Linked DNA regions of Sus scrofa: all the other regions are linked to region 3. Evidence: chromatin contacts called from public Hi-C and HiChIP or PLAC-seq data. All regions are on one chromosome and are shown on one strand. Each heading gives the region's core, a stretch centred on a gene start, on an enhancer-like site or on the middle of the called end of the contact. The rest is flanking DNA. Distances are from core to core; before and after follow the strand shown. Region 1 has its middle 160 kb from the start of BCL6. Region 2 overlaps LPP (lipoma-preferred partner). Region 3 overlaps LPP (lipoma-preferred partner).

Region 1 (3,255 bases), core at 522-3,021, 440 kb after region 3:
ACAATTCACAGAGTAAAGGACTGATGAAGTCCCCAGGATCCAGTCAAAATGAAAACTTTTCAAAAATAGCCCAGAGCCATACAGCTCCCCACATTGGCAAGAGTCACCTTCCAAAAAGCCACCAGACAGGTTTAAATTCCTAGCATCTTTCTTTCTTTGCCTGTTTTGCAGCTCGATTCATTCCTATCTCTGCCTCTTGGGTACTTTCAAAAGTAAGTTTGTGCTCACCTAACTTCCAAATTAATTTATGTTAAAGTCCCTCCCTGTGTAGGAAGGGGAAGAAGGAAATGAATGATTTTGATGCTGCTTGCATTTTTTTTAAAGGCAGGACTCAACTGCTTGAAAATGAGTTGCTCTTTGGATTTAGAAGTGTTTTCCATGGTTTCAGATTCTGACTTGTTTCTTTTCTTCCTACCGATCTTTGCGCACGCTTTCCTGCCTTTGATCCTGGGCCTGGAAATCTGCTGTTTGCACAGGAGTGACCAGAGGGCTGAGATCTCTCCTGCCTTCTAGAGTGAAGGAGGAAACCTCATGTGAAGCCAGTGCTAAGGTCTGAGGGCTCGCAAGACTCCCACTCTTACATTGCCTGAAAAGTACTTTTGGTTTCTGGCATTCTATAGCACATCTTTTTTTTTTTTTCTTTTTTTCCGGCTGCACCTGCAACATATAGAAGTTCCCGGGCCAGGGATCAAACCTGCACCACAGCAGTGACCTGAGCCATACAGTGACAACGCTGGGTCCTTAACATTCTTCACCACCAGGGAACTCCTATATCACATCTTTTTAGCTTTAGGAGATTTGTCAGAGCTCTCTGTGTATATGTACGTGTGCATGCATCCTGATATTTTCTGTAAAAGTGTAAGGAAACAGTTAGAGCAAGGTCTCTGCACTGTTTACGTCTCCCCACTCAGGATCTTCCAGTGGCCCCATTGCCTACAGGGCGCATTTTAACCTTGGATGTTGGCACTCAAATATAGGAACAGGGCCTGGCCAAAAATTGGCACTGGGTAAATATTGTTTGAATATAAACAAGGCAGGTGTCTAGGACCTAGGTGATCCCTTCTGCCCCACCTCTTCCAGAATGTTTAACACCCCCTTCCCTCTCTTTACATCTTTGCTGTAGTTGAACACACTGCCCACCTTCCTCCACTGCCCTGACTCTGGTCCCTCCACACCCCTGTTCGAGAACACTTGCTGACCCACATAGTCAAAGTGAATTTCTGTCTGCTGAATACAGGTGCTCCTTTGTGAAGTATTTCCCAACTCCTTCTCCAGGCTTCATTCACATGGACATCCTCTATCATCTTAAGTACCTAACTGATCTCCCTCACTCAAGTATAACCTGGAGGACAGGACCCATTTCATCCCTCTCTGAGTTCCCCACTACCCCGAGCAGAGGGCTGAGCACGTGGCTGCTGCCCAGACAGGCTCTCTCGCTTGAACTGTAACCTAGTCACCTTCTCCTCTAGCTCGGTAGAGAAGGAATGGTGTGTCTTCACTCTTTTCTCCTCCATTGAAAGCTGGGTTAGGAATTATTTCTGGCCTCACCTCTGACCTAAATCTACACAAGTATATCCTGATAACCACACCCACAGATGATGGGGTGAGCAAAAATAGCCGCTGGAACTGTGTAACATAGCGGCCCATGCATGCCTCTCCAGGCCCTTGCTCAGCCCTGGAAATTTACAGGAATGTATAGTTGTGCTCTTGTTAAGCCAGCTCGAAACCTGTTTTGCTTGAGGCTTCTTCCCTCAGCAGGTATGTCGGGCTGTGATAAGTGTTGCCAACTGGGACAGGAGGACACCCAGCCTGTGCCCAGGCTTTATTTATCTCAGTGCAGCAGGGCTCCACCAGCTTTTTGATCCTGAATCATGAACCAGGGAGCCCTTTGAATTCTTTCAAGCCAAGAAGGCATTCTGAGGCAAATGGCAATAACCAGGCATGACTTACGGACTCTCAGAACATGGGACATCAGAGCTGGAGGTAACTTTCAGAATCACCAAATCTGACTCTTCATTTCACAGATGACAAACCAGATTAGCATTGTTTTGCTGTTAAAATGAGGGGAATAGACAATATGCATCCACTTAGGAATTCCCATCCTTCCATTCAATGGTCTATCAATCAACTCATCTGCTAACTATCCACTAACACCAGGTACCCAGCCCTCCTGGGTTCTGTATATAAAAGCATAATTGTGGGAGTTCCCATGGTGGTTCAGTGGGTTAAACACCCAACCTAGTGTTCGTGAGGATGCTGGTTCGATCCCTGGCCTCATTCAGTGGGGTAGGATCTGGTATTACCACAAACTGTGGCATATGTCACAGATGCAACTCAGATCTAGTGTTGCTGTGGCTGTGGTGTAGGCTGGCAGCTGCAGCTCCAATTTGACCCCTGGTCTGGAAACTTCCATATGCTTCAGATGTGGCCCTAAAAAGAAAGAAAAAAAAGCATAGCCAAGACACGGCCCCTGCTTGTCATGCATACACACACGCATAATTATGATTCAATGTGATAAATTATAGTGCAAGTGTGAACGAAGCATGTTCTGGGCACAGAGAAGGCAATGACTGGTCTGCTCCGCATGGAAGAGTGAGGGGAGGCTTTTAAGAAGAGGAGACATTCAAACAAAACTTTGAAGAAAGGGAAGGCATTCTGTAAAGGAGGGAGGAGGGTGATCAGAGAATGAGGGCAAGCCTGTGCCTGTGCTTTGCCTCAGAAGAGTGGGCAGCATGCCAGAAGGGCAGTGGGCTTTGGTGGGATCCCAGAAAAGGCCATGTGGTGTGAGGTGCAGGCATGTGCTGTGGCCAAGGTGAACGTGATGCGGAAGCCTAGGGTGGAGATCTTGGTAGCTGTGCCTACTGCCTGAGCTTTATCTTGGGGGTGACAAGGAACTTTAAAAGTTTCCATATGGGGAGTTCCCATTGTGGCACAGTGGAAATGAATCCAACTAGTATCCATGAGGACTCGGGTTCAATCCCTGGCCTTGTTCAGCAGGTCAGGGATCCGGTGTTGCTATGGGCTGTGGTGTAGGTCACAAACACAGCTCAGATCCTGTGTTGCTGTGGCTGTGGTGTAGACTGGCGGCTGCAGCTCTAATTTCACCCCTAGCTTGGGAACTTCCATATGCTGAGGGTGCATCCGTAAAAAGAAAAAATAAAAAAATAAAAAAAGAGTTTCCATATGGAGCTGTGTCACATCAAATGTACATTGCATTAAGGCCTCTCTGGCCACAGTAAGAAGAGATAGAGACTG
Region 2 (3,237 bases), core at 695-3,194, 390 kb before region 3:
ATCTACAAAGCAGATAAATAAAAAGATCAGAAACCTAGAGATACCAGGGAAGCTGGGAAGATAACCTTTTAAAGATGAAATGTCCAACCCCTCGTTGAGATGTCAGGTCAGATGAACAATGATATTGACCCTCATTTTGAAAACATGTAAGTCCCAAGTCACAGATGTCCTCAGCCAGGATAGGAGTGCTAGAGAGAAAAGCCAGGCAGGAAGAAAGCCTGAATATGAGGTAAGGAAAAGGAGGCACTGTATATAATGAAAAACTTTCTAGAGTCTGGCTTTGAAGAAGAGATAATGCAACTGCTAGATAATGCATAGAGTCAATGGAGGGGAAATAAATGCCACGCTGGAACACAAATGGGCATTGATGAGAAGCATCCAATCCAGAATAGCTAGAAGATTCAGGATGAAGAATGGATGACCTATGGAGTGAGGGTCCTGAGAAGACAGGGGAAACAGGATCAGAACACCTTTAGACCCAGAGTACGTTTACACTAATTGGCATTTGATAAGCTGACGGGCTCTTCTGCTACTCTAACAGAAGGAATGGAGAGGACAGGAGTAAATTTGACGGCACAAGCTGAGGGAGTGTCACCCTGTGCCTTTCATTCTCACTGTGGAGAATGAGGCAGTCGTCCCTGGAGGAGGGAGTGGGGGTGGAGGGCAGTCAGAAACTGGGGTAGAGTGGAGGCTGTAGGTAACAGCTGAGAGCAGTGTGTAAGAATGTAGGCTGTGATTGGGGTCAAAGTTGGTCACAATTTATCACGATATCAATATTCCTGGCTCTGTGCTTTTCTCCTGCAATGTTCAACTGCTTTGGTGGGTGAGCAAAACACAAGTGGGTGGGCTCATTGAGATTACAGCCTTGCCAGGAGACAGTGACAGAAGAGAAAAGCAAAAGACTGAAGAAAGACGTTATGATGTAAATTCTTATGATATATTTATATAATCTATTTTCCAGAGGAGGTAAGGGATGATAAATGTCTTCAGAGTGAATCTCAGTAATAGTACAGCTAGCATTTATTAAACATCTATTAGGAGGCAGACACTGTGCTTGACACCTACCTGAACTCATTTAATCTTCCCAAGAGTCCAACACAGTAAGTACTATCAACCTCGTTTTATACACTTGCTTTAGAGAACTGAATAAATGTATAGAGTAATGGAGTCTGGGTTCAAATTGATTTCTCTTTGATTCAATGTCTGTATACTGCCTTGCAGCCTTCAATTCAGGTACATGGAAACTGAGCCAAGTGACAAGAATGGTCCTGAATGTCACGAGAAAGTGAGTTTGGATTTTTCATCTTGATATTTCCTGATGTGAATTTGCAATTGCATGGAAAAGCTAAGCACCCTTTAAATGCAAAAGGCATTGGCTGGTATTACCATATTATTTCCATCCAGGGCACATGGAAGACAGGATACACCATGTGGGCTGTTGGTGTAAGCATGCCCTGGGTTTATGGATAACTAGGTCCTTTTCCTGGGTTCCACTTTCATGCTGAAAAGACTGGTATAGGTCACAATCTCCACTCCCCTTTCCTTGACAGGAGTCCTTCTGCTGCTCCTTTCCTTCCAGTGGCCAGATGCTCCTGTTTAACACAGTGAGTCAGTCTCTTTGGATAGCTCTCAAGTGCCTACCTTCCTTTTAATGAAATACATATTGCTGAGGGCTGACTATGTTTCATGAATGGCAGCAGCCACTGTCTCAAAAATTTCTATTTAATTTTCACAAAACCTTGATAAGTACTGTTAAAGTGATTTTACATAATGAAGAAAGTGAAAACCTTGTTTACCTCTCTCTGAGAGTTCTATCCAGGACCAGTTTCACAGCCCTTTCCCCTAAAAGCTCTACAGCACTGTCAGAATCCAGAGAGCCTTCCAGCCTTTCTGGAGTCATGCTTTAAATATAACTTGAAAAAAAGGGATTGCTCAATCTCCTTTGGAAGGATGACCATTGCTTAACAGCTGGAAGTGTCTCCTCCATTACTGGAACTGGTTGCCCAGTACTGGGATTACTGGAAAGGGCTTTATGACTGGGACACTTAGTCAAATACGGGAAAATTTTTAGGAGCATTTCTGAAAGAAACAAATGGGTCCCCTTTGATAAAGATATGGATCCAGAAACAGAATGATGTGACGGAAGGCACCCAAGCAACACTGAGGTGGGATGGATGTGGAGCAATGGTGGTGAGCTCAGGGAGGCAGTGAGGACAAGGTTTAATCACTAGAAGGGAGAAACAGGTAGAAGCGGTGGACTTTTACCAAAAGCCTAGACCTCTATAGGACTCTGTCCAAGTGGCTGGAGAATCTGTCTGGAGACTAGGAACTCGGAGCTTGAGCTCTTTCTCTGACCTTACAGATGATGTGGGGACATCATTGACTTCACCAAAGCCTCCTTTCTCCCGCTTGTGCTTCTAGACTTGGATACAAAATAAGCCTGTTGCTGGGAACCCGTCAAGAGGTTTCATTTGCTGCCTAAGTTCTGGTCCTCACAGATACCCATTTCCACACCTACTGCAGATTCATTTTGGAGAAATAAATTGCAATGCTCCAAAGAAATACTGCTCTAATCCAGCTCCTAGAAATGCAAAGAATTGCTTTCAAATTTACCAAAAGTCCTTGAATTTGAAAAATACCTCTGACAAGGGTATAGAAATCAAAGCTCTCCCTTCCCTACAAAATTTAAAAATACCTTCTACCCCGGCAGAAATCAAGGATGTGATAAGCAACTAACAGATGCTCCAGTTTAAATGACAAAGTTTAGAGCCACAAAGTCTTACATTCAAATCCTCTAACCGGGGTTCCTGTTATTGCTCAGTAGTTAGTGAACCTGACTAGCATCCATGAGGTTGAGGGTTCAATTCCTGGCCTCCGCTCAGTGTGTTAAGGATCCGGCATTGCTGTGAGCTGTGGTGTAGGTCGCAGACACGGCTCAGATCCTGTGTTGCTGTGGCTCTGGCATAGGCCAGTGGCTACAGTTCCGATTGGACCCCTAGCCTGGGAACCTGCATATGCCGCAGGTGCGGCCCTAAAAAGACAGAAAGACCAAAAAAAAAAAAAAAAATTCCTCTAACCAGCTGTGTTTTTGGGCAAGCCCCTTATGCTTTCTGAGCCTTGATTTCCTATTAGACAATAACAACAAAATACAAACAACAACAACAAAAAACCCTGTACAACAAAGCTCACATTTACATTGGAAATGTTTTATAAACTGGAAAACATTAAATGTTATTA
Region 3 (3,746 bases), core at 427-2,926:
TGGTCATGGTGGGCACCAAGAACTAATTGCTGATTGAAATCATGACCCCCTGCCCCTTCAAAGTATTAGGTCCTTATAAACAGGGATTGTGTCTAGTTCATTTTGGTATCACAATTGTGTATGATGGGTAGATAACATCACATAGTTCATATGTAAATGAATGAGAGTGGATCACTTATGGAGATCAGAGAGACTATTCACTGGAATGATGTGTTAATGGTAAAATAAGTACATCGAATGGATTAGGAGTTAAAGGCAACCCTCCAAGACACCTTGGAATGGCACCACACAAAGAAGGAAGGCAGAGTCTGAGATAGAAAATGTCTATGATCTAAGATTTGTGTCAATTTCTTTGGGCTCTAAAAGTCAATTTTCTCCCAATTTCAATGGGTGTGACTCTTTCCCAGATGCAACTGAGCCACAAATCTTGGGTTGTATTCCAGAGCCCAAGAAAACCAGATCTTCAGAAAAATTAAATAACAGCAAAGCCAAAACAAGGTGAAGCACCCAGAAGACTCTGGAAAAGAGTCTTCAAGTTAAGCAGCCCTGAAAAAGTTGGAGCATGCACGCCATGCAGAAAACAAATGGGCCGCACTTGAAACATGTCTCCCATGTGGAGACTTGTCCGGAGTCATCAACTTTAACCAACTTTTTATGTGAAAAGGTCATTTAACACACTTCTGAGAGATGCCAATGGCTGGCCTCCCCAAAGGATTCAAAGAATCTAAGTTTGGGCAGAAAAATTGTGCACACACAAAGAGACACTATACCACTTGCCAAACCCTGCATCAGACACTGGAAATACACATTCCAGCACTACCGGCAATCAAGACACTGGGAATCTAATTGTGGAGTTAAATGACAACAAGCACCAAAAACCTAAAGAGCTAAATGATAATCATGGAGCTGATTAGGTGAGAAGTCTGAAAACATGACACACCTGGGGTTGCTGAAGAGTTCTCCCAATCTAGCTGCCATCATTCTGATGTACCCTTACTGGCTGCACAGCCTTGGAAAAGTTACTTGAGCTCTCTGTGCTTATATGTGTCCTCATTCGTAAAATGGTTAAGATGATGATAGCCCTCGGTTTAAATGTGAGCTCTGATTACTGATCTATGCCTGGGCCTATGAGGGGCAAAAAAACCTACCAAACAGAATCTCAAATGCCAGAATAGAAGGGCCCTTACGTTCAACAGAGTCCAAGTGTTTCTTTTACAAAGAGTATAACTGAGGTCCAGGGAAGGGAGAAATGTGCCCACAACCATTGGTAAATCAGCAGCTGATCCAGGTAAGCAGCCAGGCTTGGTGATTTATGATGCCAGGTGCTGTTCACTAACACACAGAGTTGGTCAGAACTGTGAACTAATAGACGTCAAGGCTTAAAACAGTACCTGGCTCAAAGGCAGCAGTGTGGATGTATTTGCTATTATTATTGCTTACTTGATTGCAATAATATGCTGACACATTTATAGGGTGATTTATAGTTTATAAAGCCTTCCATATCCATTATTTCATTTAATCAACACAACTCCAAGAATCATGATTCCCCAGGTTCTGATGAGAAGACTGGGTCAAATGAAGCTTGGAGAGGTTTTTTGGTTTTCCCGGGATCCCATAGCTAGGTAGGAGAGAAGTGCAGCCCAGAACTCATATTTTCCACTATTGAGTTTAATGGCCTTGCCTTTCACATGATACTACACCACAGTTACCGCTAGCCCCAGACTACAGATTCCCATAGCAGCTTTTTATTGGGGAATTTCCTAATTGTCAAATCCTTCTACCTAAAGGAACAAACTCAAAGGCATCAAATTTTACTTTGCTTTTGCTACAGCTGGGAGAAACCTAGCAGAAGGAATGTCTTCCTTGGATCTGAGCTTTCTTCCTGTCTTTGAAGCAAGATAGCCCTTCTGCTGAAGACAGGGGCAATGCATAAAGAAAGGCCAAAACTAGGAGAAAGGAGGAGGGAAAGAGGAGAGAAATAACCACACAATGATGTATAACTAAGCCAGAGTGTTCCAGCTATTGATGATGAGCCAGTTCTTCTTAGGTCGAAAAATTTAACATCGTCTTGCTGTATGAATCTCTCAGCTTGAAATAAGACATCAAGATGGGCAGCATGATCCTCTCTTTCACAATTATCTCTTCCCATCAAAGTGAATTAATTTCTCAAGTGAATAATATCAAAGAACTGGCCTGAGGTGAGTGAAGTTCTTTTAAAAAAGAACTTGGTTAAGGGACTATGGAGGGTTTCTTACCTCGTGAGTAAAAGTAAAAGAATTTCTAATTATGGGCATCCAACTATCATCTGTGTTACATGTATCTATCTATCTACCTACTATCTAATCAAGAAAAGCTTTAGTAAGGAAGTGAAAGTTCTTGATTTTAGCTCTAGTTGGTCACCAACTAGTAAAGAGTCACCAAAGCCTCCTGGGCCTCTATTTCCTCATCTGTCAAGTGCAGGCTTGGACAAGGTTGACAAAGGCCATTCCAGCACTCCAAAAAACAAAAACAAAAACAAAAACAAAAAAACAAAAGGAAATATCCCAAATAAACAGGACAAAAAAAAAAAAAAAATGCCATGATGGTCAAGCCAACTGTTTCAGAAAAGTTAAAGAAAGTGTTGTTTACTCCATAATCCCTGGTTTTGAATGCAAGAAACACGTCATTTAAAATCACCCATATTCATGCTTTTGATGGTGAAAAAGTCCACCACCAAAAGCCAACAAAGTTTTGCTTAAAAACAAGCTATTTTCAGGAACAACTCTCCAAGCTAAAGCCCTAATTCACAAAATTGAGTTTGGCTGGTATAACACTGTCTTCTTTCTGCAATTATTAGGCTCTAAAAGGGTTGCTTTTTTTTTTTCCTCCTAGCAACATTTCATTTGAAAAGTGTTTGATCCTGAAATAAACCTGTAATTTCTCCTATGGAGAGGGAGGGCAGGTGAAGATCTATAGCTTAGCTCAAATAACTTCATATTTCACACAAGATTATTACAAGATCACTGATGTGAACCTTGAGAATTTTAGCAATAAAGTCATGCTATCCAAAGAATGTTCGACAGAACGTGGGTCTGGGAAATCAGCCACAAAATGGTTCTGTGATAAAATAAATTTGAGAAAACCTGAACGGTGTGGTTATTGCTTTTACCTATAAATCTTCTCAGAGTTAATCATGCTAAGGGTGCATGAAGGGTCTCCAAAATGGAGATTGCTAAAAAAGCAACTGATTCCCAACCTGAACGGACCACGTGTGGAGCAAGTATCCTATGGAGCACATTTAGGAAGGAATGTTGGCAGGGATGTAGCTTTGCCCCTGACAGTATCCTATTTCTGAAAGATAAGGTCTACAGTTCAATCAGGAACATGTATTTTAAATTTATCTTTATTCACACCAGATTTTATAATAGATGTAACAATAACCAACTAAAAACTTTGACAAAGTGACTTCTGTTTCTTGAGACTGTCTTATAAGTACAAAAGAAGCCTCATCCCACAAAGGCTGGGTTTTCCCTGCACTACAGATAAGCTCTGATGTCAAGCAATGCTAAGAGGAACTTCCTTCCACCCCTTCGATTGTTTCTCTCTTTTTTTTTCTTTCTAATTAAATCACAAGCTTATAAAAGCAGATAAAGAATGAGAAAATATAGGGCATAGAGAGCTAATGAAGTAATTGAGAACTGATGCCTCTCCCACGAAGGGAAAGACTCTGCTACACACAGCAGACTTTGTCTCTGGACCTCAGTTTT

The links. Hi-C and Micro-C count contacts between places; a contact is called where the count stands out from the background. HiChIP or PLAC-seq counts read pairs in DNA pulled down with a chosen protein or histone mark.
Region 1: a contact with region 3 is called in a Hi-C map of skeletal muscle, with 4 times the contacts expected there. The contact joins two enhancer-like sites. A contact is called at or near these places in 1 of 47 Hi-C or Micro-C datasets (skeletal muscle) and 2 of 2 datasets of contacts at active chromatin or transcription factors (alveolar macrophages and skeletal muscle).
Region 2: an H3K27ac HiChIP or PLAC-seq map of skeletal muscle shows a contact between it and region 3. The contact joins two enhancer-like sites. A contact is called at or near these places in 2 of 2 datasets of contacts at active chromatin or transcription factors (alveolar macrophages and skeletal muscle).

Annotation. Positions count from the first base shown.
Region 1 is chr13:125,544,822-125,548,076 of Sscrofa11.1, reverse strand. No RefSeq gene overlaps it. Among named protein-coding and RNA genes, the nearest start is that of BCL6, 160 kb to the right of the region's middle. Within about 2 kb of position 1,771, at least 4 of the 83 cell types and tissues checked have an H3K27ac peak or open chromatin away from gene starts, as enhancers often do. A contact at or near this core is called in skeletal muscle, where this site is marked.
Region 2 is chr13:126,377,743-126,380,979 of Sscrofa11.1, reverse strand. The region is part of intron 8 of LPP (lipoma-preferred partner); the gene reads right to left. Among named protein-coding and RNA genes, the nearest start is that of MIR28, 97 kb to the right of the region's middle. Within about 2 kb of position 1,944, at least 9 of the 83 cell types and tissues checked have an H3K27ac peak or open chromatin away from gene starts, as enhancers often do. A contact at or near this core is called in skeletal muscle, where this site is marked.
Region 3 is chr13:125,983,676-125,987,421 of Sscrofa11.1, reverse strand. All of the region lies in intron 2 of LPP (lipoma-preferred partner), which reads right to left. Among named protein-coding and RNA genes, the nearest start is that of LPP, 200 kb to the right of the region's middle. Within about 2 kb of position 1,676, at least 1 of the 83 cell types and tissues checked has an H3K27ac peak or open chromatin away from gene starts, as enhancers often do. A contact at or near this core is called in skeletal muscle, where this site is marked.